Regions from separate parts of the Danio rerio genome. Here region 1 is linked to region 2. The links are chromatin contacts, called in public Micro-C maps. All regions are on one chromosome and are shown on one strand. Each heading gives the region's core, a stretch centred on a gene start, on an enhancer-like site or on the middle of the called end of the contact. The rest is flanking DNA. Distances are from core to core; before and after follow the strand shown. Region 1 holds the start of mpp7a (MAGUK p55 scaffold protein 7a). Region 2 holds the start of mkxa (mohawk homeobox a).

Region 1 (4,616 bases), core at 62-2,561, 310 kb after region 2:
TATTTATTTAACTTTTATTATTTGTTATATTTTATGCAGATCCACTTCATAGAAAAAGACTTAAATCACCCCAGTCAAATTAAATAATTGAAATCTTTCCTAATAGAGCTATTTAAATCACCTGGTGAAATTGTATTCATATCGCAACAGAACAAAATATCGCAATATCAGATTTTTCCCAATAACGTGCAAACCTTTTCCACAGGCCACAATAACCAAAAATGAATAGTTAAGTCATTTTAATTCTGAAGCCTTTCCAACAGACAGAACCCCTATTAACTAATAATAATAATAATAGACATCGGGAAATAATAGGGTGACACAGTGGCTAAATGGTTAGCACTGTCGCCTAAAAGCAAGGTCGCTGGTTCAAGTCTCGGCTGGGTCGGTTGTCATTTCTGTGTGGAATTTGCATGTTCTCCCCGTGTTGGTGTGGGTTTCCTCCAAGTGCTCTGGGTTCCCTCACAGTCCAAAGACTTGCGCTATAGGTCGATTGAATAAACTGTGCGTCTGTATAAATGAATAAAATGTGTGTGTGTGTGTGTGTGTGTGTGTGTGTGTGTGTGTGTGTGTGTGTGTGTGAGAGAGAGAGAGAATGTGAGTGTATAAGTGTTTCTCAGTACTGGGAAATGTAATATGTTGTTAAATATGTTGGCGGTTCATTCCGCTGTGGTGACCCCTGATTAATAAAAGGACTAAACCGAAGGAAAGTTAATTAATGAATTAATTAATTAAATTGGATTAAATATTTCCATTTCAATGGGTTGCAAAGTGGCAATTTCTGCCATTAAGATGCTAATTTGGGCCTAGAATAAATTAGTCTAAATGTAAATAAGTGTCAAATCTATTCATTTATTTTTTTTATTTATTTGTTTTGCAAAATTGAAGTTGTTTGCATTAAGGTATTTTTTTATTTATTTATTTATTTATTTATTTATTTATTTATTTATTTATTTATTTATTTATTTATTTATTTATTTATTAATTATTATAATTACTATTATTATTAATTTTATTTTGCATTAAAAGATGTGCATTTTAAACATTCTATGGAAAAAATTTACCTAAAGGTGCAAAGGGGCAAATTATAATAATAAAACTGTTTTATAAATGCATTTTACAAAAAGTAAAAAACAATTAAACTTGATAGTTTACTAACCTCAAACTTTGCATTAGGTCATATACAGTACACATATAGGCAATAGACCTAACGGTTTTATAAAGAAGGTGTTCAAAAAACTTTTTAAAACGTTTTAAATCAGTTACCCATCTCACTGCCGGATCTGGAGGAGAGGGCCGGCATGATGACAGAAGATCTGCTTCCTCTAAACTTCACACGTGTAACAACCCAGCAATGTTGGGGATGGACGACTCGACCCCAGGAAGAGTCTGTAAACCCTTGGTTATGTCATTGGCAAATCTACAAAAAAAAAAAAATAAATGCATTCATTAAAAAAAAGTTCTTATTCGAGCACACATACACAGATTCAAACAGGACAAGCCCTTCAAACAGAGCTCACTTTGTAATATCTAATGAGGAGTTCAAACGGAGGAAGATGCAAGGCAAAGGAACAGAAAAAGAAATGAGGAAACAGAATGAAAGAGACAGAGATGCATTAGGCCTGAATGTTCCCCGAATCAATTCCAATTTATGTTTTATTCCATCCAGGGCCTTGTGCCTGCCCGGATCCGTGCCGCGGCACCGAAAGCACCTGAAACCTTTATGTCACCCCAAAGACCTGTAACCGGTGGCCTGAAAGAACAAATGAAAAACTGAGAGATGGAAAGAGGAAGGTGGGGGCAACCATACTTGCTCTATATAGATCACACAGTATCAGGTTTGTGGAGCAAGAATCCAAAGGAAGAGAGAGAGAGAGACAGAAAAGAGAGAGAGATGATTGCAATGAAAGGTATGCTGGAGATTCAATCATATGCTGCTATCTGATAATACTAAAGAACACTGCTGCCATCTAGTGGTGCCATTTCAGCCAACAACAACATACAAGCTGCAGCCATTATGTGAATCTTCAGAGAAAATTCCATTTACGAAGAAAAATTAAAAACTCTTATCAAAATTATTACTTGCATGTATTGTGCGTGTGTAGTGTGTATATATATATATAAATATATACATATTTATACACACACCAGAGTTTCTGCAGGTTTCAGACTCACACTGGGCTAAACACTAAAGAATTTAAGGAAAAAGATTTTTCACCAAGCTAAAAAATTTTTTATTTGTTTTGTTTCTTAGCAACATATTTTAAACAGTCTCAAAACAAGAAAACGCTAGTTGTATACACCTTTTTTTCCAACATGCGCTTTCTTTAAAATAAAATTAAAAAATGGACAAATGTATGCACAACAGTCCATGTCCAGGTTAGTATCCTCAAACTAAATACGTGGAGAACTTTTAACAAATTTTATCATGCACACCGCATTCCACAGAAACAGCAGCATGAATAATCGTTCAGATGTAAATGGAAAAATACTTACTCTATATAACAATATGGTTTAAATACATAAAACCTTTGTTTAAAGTTTTATTAAAATGGATGCAGAAGTATGCAGAAGGACTTTCAATTTTGCAGTAACCTGAGTGAAGCACTGGTGAACTGCATGCAGTTATAAAATTGGCACGTTTAAGGTCTGTTTTCTTTAAAAATCAATGATCTTCACTGCCTGATTGATATTCGATTTAAGGTTGGTCTCATTTTGTATAAGCAGCATTCCATTAAATGACATTTTCCCACAGCATGTTTTATGAACATTTATTTTACTCCAGTATTTTCAATAGAGTTTCTTCGCTAGCCTGCTGATCATGCTGCATAAATAGGTTTTTATCTTGTTTTACACTTGAACAACCAAGACTGCATTTACACTGCAGATCTTGATGGTTAAATCCGATTATGTGACTATATCTGATTTTTTTGACAACCCACTTACATCATCTTTTTAACATGACTTTTATCCAATTGACTGCATTTACACTGGAGACAGCAAAGATGCAATGACTAGGTAAAAAAGTGGCCGCTGACTGACAGCTGATAATAAAAGATTTCTTCATTCCTATATTTAATCTGTTCGCAGGGTTAACTTTTTTTTTTTTATTCTTTTTGACAGGTTGTTTTACTATAAATTATGGAAGAAAAGTAATCAGACAGGTGAAAATCCAAACTACCTGCTTACATGAGAACACAGATCCAATTCATACTGGATACATTTTCATATACTGCAAGAAAAAGCCCTGAATATGATATGAAAAAATCAGAATCCATGCGATTTTTTCTGCTTATGCCAAGTTCAGACGGCATGGTTTTAGCCCCAATTTTGATTCACCAACAGGTTTTGAGAAATCAGCGACAAATGCCTGAAATCACAGGCATATCGGTGCTCGTTCACGTGAGTGACAATCATGCAATGTGAACTTTCAAAAATGCGATATGAGAGAATCGCCGATTAGTCGCCGACACCCATGAGATATTTGACATGCTAAATATGTGGACCTGTCTGTCATTCAAATCATGCCGTGTGAAATGTTTTCTGATTGAAAACAACATCGGCAATCACCTACAACCAATGAGAGAGCAAAATCCACTAGCATGGGTATCTTCAGGCCAGCGGGGGGTTGGGGGAGAAGTTAAAAATGCTCATTTTCAGTTTATTTGAAATGGAGGAAAAACTAGTGTAAATTTGACAGGAGCACCATGTCTGTTCTGAGTCATTTAAACAATATCACATCCGGGTCGAAAAGTGAAAAAAAAGTTGAGGAGAAATAGCCAGGTAAGCAAAATAAGTACATTTTCGAAAGCTAAAGCCTTCTTTTTTCATTATGTAGTTAATAACAAAAGACATACTATGTGACCTTGCATTGTTTCCATGTTACTTCTCGCGTTTGTTTGGTTGTGAGATGTAGTTGGGACAAAGTTGTTGGCGATTCTTCCTATTTTAAAGTCATCCAGTGTCGCCAATTCATTTTTCTGTGCTGACAGAAGAGGCACCGACAGAACTTTTAGAAAAAATATGCAGTCTGAACTCGACTTTACACGTACATGGTTCGTATCCTTAAAAAAAAAAAAAAAAAAAAAGTCACATTACCGTTTACTGGAAGTTTATTGGTATGGGAAGAAACCCAACTGTGCATATATACCCTATTGGGTGGTTCTCTGCCCAATTGGATAGCTTTACATGGACATGGGAAATTTAACAGCAGTTTAAAATGATTTTAGAGCTACAACACATTATTTATTTTAATATTAACTTTAAGGCTTTTGTTTTTGAAATTTAAGACTTTAAGAACCGACAGGCACCCTGACACACACACACACACACACACACACACACACACACACACACACACACACACGTGGTCAGATTGATGTATTTTGTTCTGTCATTAGTAATTCTATCCTGCTGTCCATTTCCTCTCTTTTCTCTTTTCTAATTCTTCTGTCGGTCTCTGTGTCCGCCTCTAGTCCTGTAACTGACTCATGGCAGTCGTGTTGTTATTAAACGCATGGCGTGTCATTGGTGTGCACATGCTGTTTTAAGAGCACACACACTATGCTATTTCAGCATGTACGAGTGTGTTTATGTGTCTGTAAACTTCATTCAGT
Region 2 (4,640 bases), core at 2,042-4,541:
ATAAAAAGCCATTTTATATCAAGCATTACAGAAGTTATGAATGTTACAATATATATACTTTTATTTCTTCAGATTTCTTATTACTTAAGTCAAGAGTATTCAGCTTTTCTGACTTTCTGACTCTGAAGCCCCTAGTTGTAAATGACAGGCCCCCAATATATTTCTGCTACTTTTCAAACTTTTTGTGAAGAAATTACGGTAGCGGTGATATACATTAAATAAATAATTATGTTACTTTTGTATTTTTAAGAACAACATTCTGTCTCCCTCTAAGTATACCCTCATATAGTTCCAAACCCATTATAAAGTTAATCCAAATGACAAATTAATTTTTTTAAAGAGATTTCTGTTCTATTGAATGTCTGTTCTCCAAAAACATTTAAAATTTTTAGATATAAAAAGTTTAAATTACTGCATCTTTTCATTGCTTATTAATTCACATGACTTTTCTAGTGATTTAAGATTGCAAAAATCTTTAAATTAGATGTACTTACAAGTAATAAGTAGCAATTATAAATAACTACAAATGAACTTTTAACAGCTTGATATCACTCTGAAAAAATATATAGTTGTTATGTCCATGACTTTTAAGACTGCAGTAATGTCCATGACTTTTGCCAGACATCCCACTGATGAAATGCTCTCATTTCAAAGCATGCGGACCGCTTGTCCTCAAGTAGTACAAGTGCTGAGCAAATGCAATAAAATAAGACATCAACTTAGTTACCAGTTGTAAATTATTTTAAATCATTTTAGGTATGTTGAAGCTCCCTGGTGAGCCCAGCCCCTTGTTTGACACCTACAGTCATAAGTGGTTCTCTAACAAACAAATAAATAAATAAACTAAAAAATAAAACCCGTTTTGTGGAACTTTCAGACGAACTCCAGTAGGCCAGCATCAATCTGTTTTTCCTCTAATTGGAGTCTGTATTTTAGGAACGAACAGAAGCTGGTTATTTAAACCTGTAGATGTCAGTATGGCGCTGTTATATCACCTTGTTATCTTCAAACAACCTGACTGCACATTTAACATATTTTCCCTCAACGCCCCGTGGTTCATGTTCAGCAAATATTTCCCTTGTAACCCAGATCTGTATTAACAACCCAAAGAAAGTTTTCTGCTGCCTGTTCTCGATACGGGCGACACACACCTCCGTATTTATATTAATAATTTTCATTAGCAGCGATATTCCCCAGGAGGCGAGCAGCGCGGCTGTACTGTTGTCCTATTGGCTCCGCTTACACGCGCAGAAATGAGCTTCAATGCGCGCGAGCCAGACGCACCCGCAGCGGAGGATGTTTGCATAAGTTTTTCACAAGACATCACTTTTAGGCTCGGTGTCACCGTGCATCGCAGTCCTATAATGAAGCACTGTGTTGTCTGCAAATAAAAAACAGGTTGGGATAAACAGCTTGGGGCGGTGAGGCTGAACTCGCAGGGCAAATAAAGGATGACACGGTTTCCCTCACTGCGAAAATATTCGTGATTGACTGGACCACACATACAGTTGAAGGAAATGTTTATTTATTAGAAACAGACCTGGACGTGTTTTAAATTCGCTACCGAACACGAATGACCTCATGTACCCGATCGACAAGCCCCTGCTAATTCAGCACCATCGACAGCGACTTAATTGAATTGTGAATATTAATTTCCTGCAATTCTCTTTCTGAGACCTCAACGTATCCTAGATAAGAAGTCGCCAAGCAGGCTGTAAATTCAAACCATATGCTCTCAAACCACAACTGAGCTCAAAATCTATGGAAAGAAAACAAAAGGACTGTGAAAAGTCAAACAGTTGGACGTGCCACCGCTTTTCACCGCTTGGCCCTCAAATTGAACAACTTGATGTTTATCTTTAATAAGGTTCTCCGTGCTGTCACGCGCTTAAAAGCATTAACAGCGTTAAAATGACCACAGATGACTTTAACAGGCAATATGCACTTTCTCCTCTAAAGTATTTTTACAGAATGTTTAGCCTAATTATTCACGTCAATAAAAAGAAATGTTTAAAGTCCCAATTATTTACAGTGAAGATGAAACCTACTCATTTTAAAAGTCCAGCCAAAGCGGCCGCAGCCATTAAAAACATTTGAGAACAGAAAATCTAATTAAAAGATGATAAACAAAAATATGTGCAAGCTCATCAATAAAATCACAGTCTACATTTTGGAGGGATGTAATAATGTTTAATTATAAAGCATCTGAGGTAAATTTCAGAAAAGACCGTGAGGTCTTCTGACATACCCTGATCTCCTGTGCCGGATAGCGGAGCTGTCTTTGAGGACTGGGCTGCTGGAGAGCAGGTCCGGATGCTGCCCGTCTATCACCTCTAGATAATTGCGACTGCTTCTTTCCACCTCATTCGCCTTCTCCTCGAATAAGACCTGGCTGCTTAACTTATTAAACACAATTGTGTTCATCTTTGGTATATTAGTCCTCCTTTTCCCCCGTGTTTCCGCTGAAAGTGCTTGGCAGCCGTGCGGATGTCCTACTCAACGGAGCCGCAGCGCCCTGTAAAAATCCTGTGAAGCAGAATAAAATGACAATTATGTTCTATGTCAGCCGTGAGTTGACCCAGACGTACATTTGGAAACAATATTCGGCAGCATAACGACGGTATTTTTAAATGTACCGTTAATAGGAGCAATAAGAATTTAACCACAACAAACGCGCAAAAGTCATTCAGCGCGCGAGTCTGACAGACTCTAGTGAGGAACATTGACCAAACTGATGAACTTGGTTTGTTTGTAACTTCTGTAGAGTTTTGTTTATGTAAACTTTGCACAAGTATTCAGAATGAATGATGCACATTTGGCACATGCAGCTCTATAATTCTTATTTGACCGGTCAGTAACACAGTTCATTTCACAAGACAATGTGTATTTTAAATATAGAAAAATGAATGCATTTGCTGTTTAATTTCATGTAAGCTCTAATAAACGTTTTGACAGCACTTAGGGGTTTATTTACAACTCGGTACAGCAAGCATCCTGCAAAACTTCACATAAACAAATGTCAACAATTTGAGGTCATTGCTGTCCAGGGAAAGCGATGAAATAAACCAAACATCAAAACTTAATGAATCATCCCTTTCGTGCAGTTGAATGAAAGTGACCCGACAGAGTGAAAACATTTACAAGTCATGACTGAAAACAGTTGTGGAATGTGGGCTGAATGCGCGTACCTGTGTATTCCTCCTTCTGCGTCTTTCTGTAAAGTGTAATCCAGTTTCCAGTTTCCCATTCCCTCTTACATGTTCTCCGCTCTAAGATCCTGCGCGCAAACCACACGAACCGCTTTCGCCTCTGCGCTTTATTCAAGCGCGCCCGGGAACATGAATCCACGACTCGTCTCGTGTTTCCCAGCTAAGCGGCTCAGACGGCGAACATACTGTGAATGTTTTATGCCGGTTCCGCCGCCGTGCAGGGGGAGGCTACCGGGACACAGCCAGTGCAACAGTGTATTCCCTTGTGTGGGTTCACGTCTGGACCGCGTCCATCACCCGACTGAATGAGAGTTGTATAGAGTTACTAATATCAGCCAGAGCTGGTGTGACTGCACGCAGTTTATCACAAGCAGCTTCACCTCAGTCTGATGGGCAAAACAGACACAATTCTGACGTGCAACAGATTTGTAGTCTCAAGTGGAGAAACAAGTCATTTAGATGTAGACTGACTGCTGAAGGGAATACCATATGAATTTATTATAGGAGAAATATTAGGCATACTATATCTGCTGATATCAAATTTCCATTTTAGTCTAGAAACTTTCAATTAGCTACATATATTGTAACCCGTATTGAAGACGTTTTATAGCATATTATGGGCAAATTCTTACGAGAATTAACTAGCCTATTAAAATTAACTAAAAATAAATAATATTTAATAATTGTAATATTTTTAATAGTAAAACACCATTGTTGTTATTAAAGCTGGAGTTTTACAAATGGTAATACATAATAACATAATAATATAGTGATGATGATGATGATGATGATGATGATAGAATATTGTTGCTAAACCTTTTTTTAATGCTTGCCCTGTAAAAAAATCTGGTTGCCCTGTTTTGTTTTGTTTTTTTTAAGTTGAACCAAATTAACCTTACTTGGTTGGCATTGAATTTAAATTATGTTAAACTGACTTAAAACAGCTTGCATAACTTACAAAATTGAACATGAACTTAGTTTTATAAGTTATGAACAAAAAACACACGCTGTCATGACTAATTGATCATAGAAACAAAATTTTGTTTTTAGTTTTTCAATCTAAACATTGCCCTAAAACCTGAAAGCAGTATGACATTAAAAAACGATGGGAATGCGGCCAAACAAGATTGATTGATTGACTTATATCCTATTTAATTATTTTGAGATACAAGCTCAAATGTGACAATTTTTTAGATTTATAATACCCAAGTTTTTCTAGTGTTTCAGCTCAATATTATTAATAAAGAATTATTGATTAATTATTATTCATGCTCATTGACTTCATTGCAAAAATGTAACGCTTGAAAATGTAATCTAATATATGTTACATATAATACTCCACATCAAATGGCATGATATCTTTTAATAATAAATCTGGTTTTATTCCCTGTAATAACGGAAGACCTCGCGGAAGTCTGGGTTCACCCAAAA

Evidence for each region. Hi-C and Micro-C count contacts between places; a contact is called where the count stands out from the background.
Region 1: a contact with region 2 is called in a Micro-C map of caudal fin, with 8 times the contacts expected there. The contact joins the promoter of mpp7a here to the promoter of mkxa in region 2. A contact is called at or near these places in 1 of 18 Hi-C or Micro-C datasets (caudal fin) and 1 of 4 datasets of contacts at active chromatin or transcription factors (caudal fin).

What each region holds. Positions count from the first base shown.
Region 1 is chr12:25,034,216-25,038,831 of GRCz12tu, forward strand. It overlaps mpp7a (MAGUK p55 scaffold protein 7a), which reads right to left and starts at 1,312. Exons shown (of 16, transcript NM_130976.1): 1 at 1,267-1,312. The coding sequence starts at 1,303.
Region 2 is chr12:24,720,227-24,724,866 of GRCz12tu, forward strand. It overlaps mkxa (mohawk homeobox a), which reads right to left and starts at 3,292. Exons shown (of 7, transcript NM_001098733.2): 1 at 3,189-3,292; 2 at 2,249-2,526. The coding sequence starts at 2,424.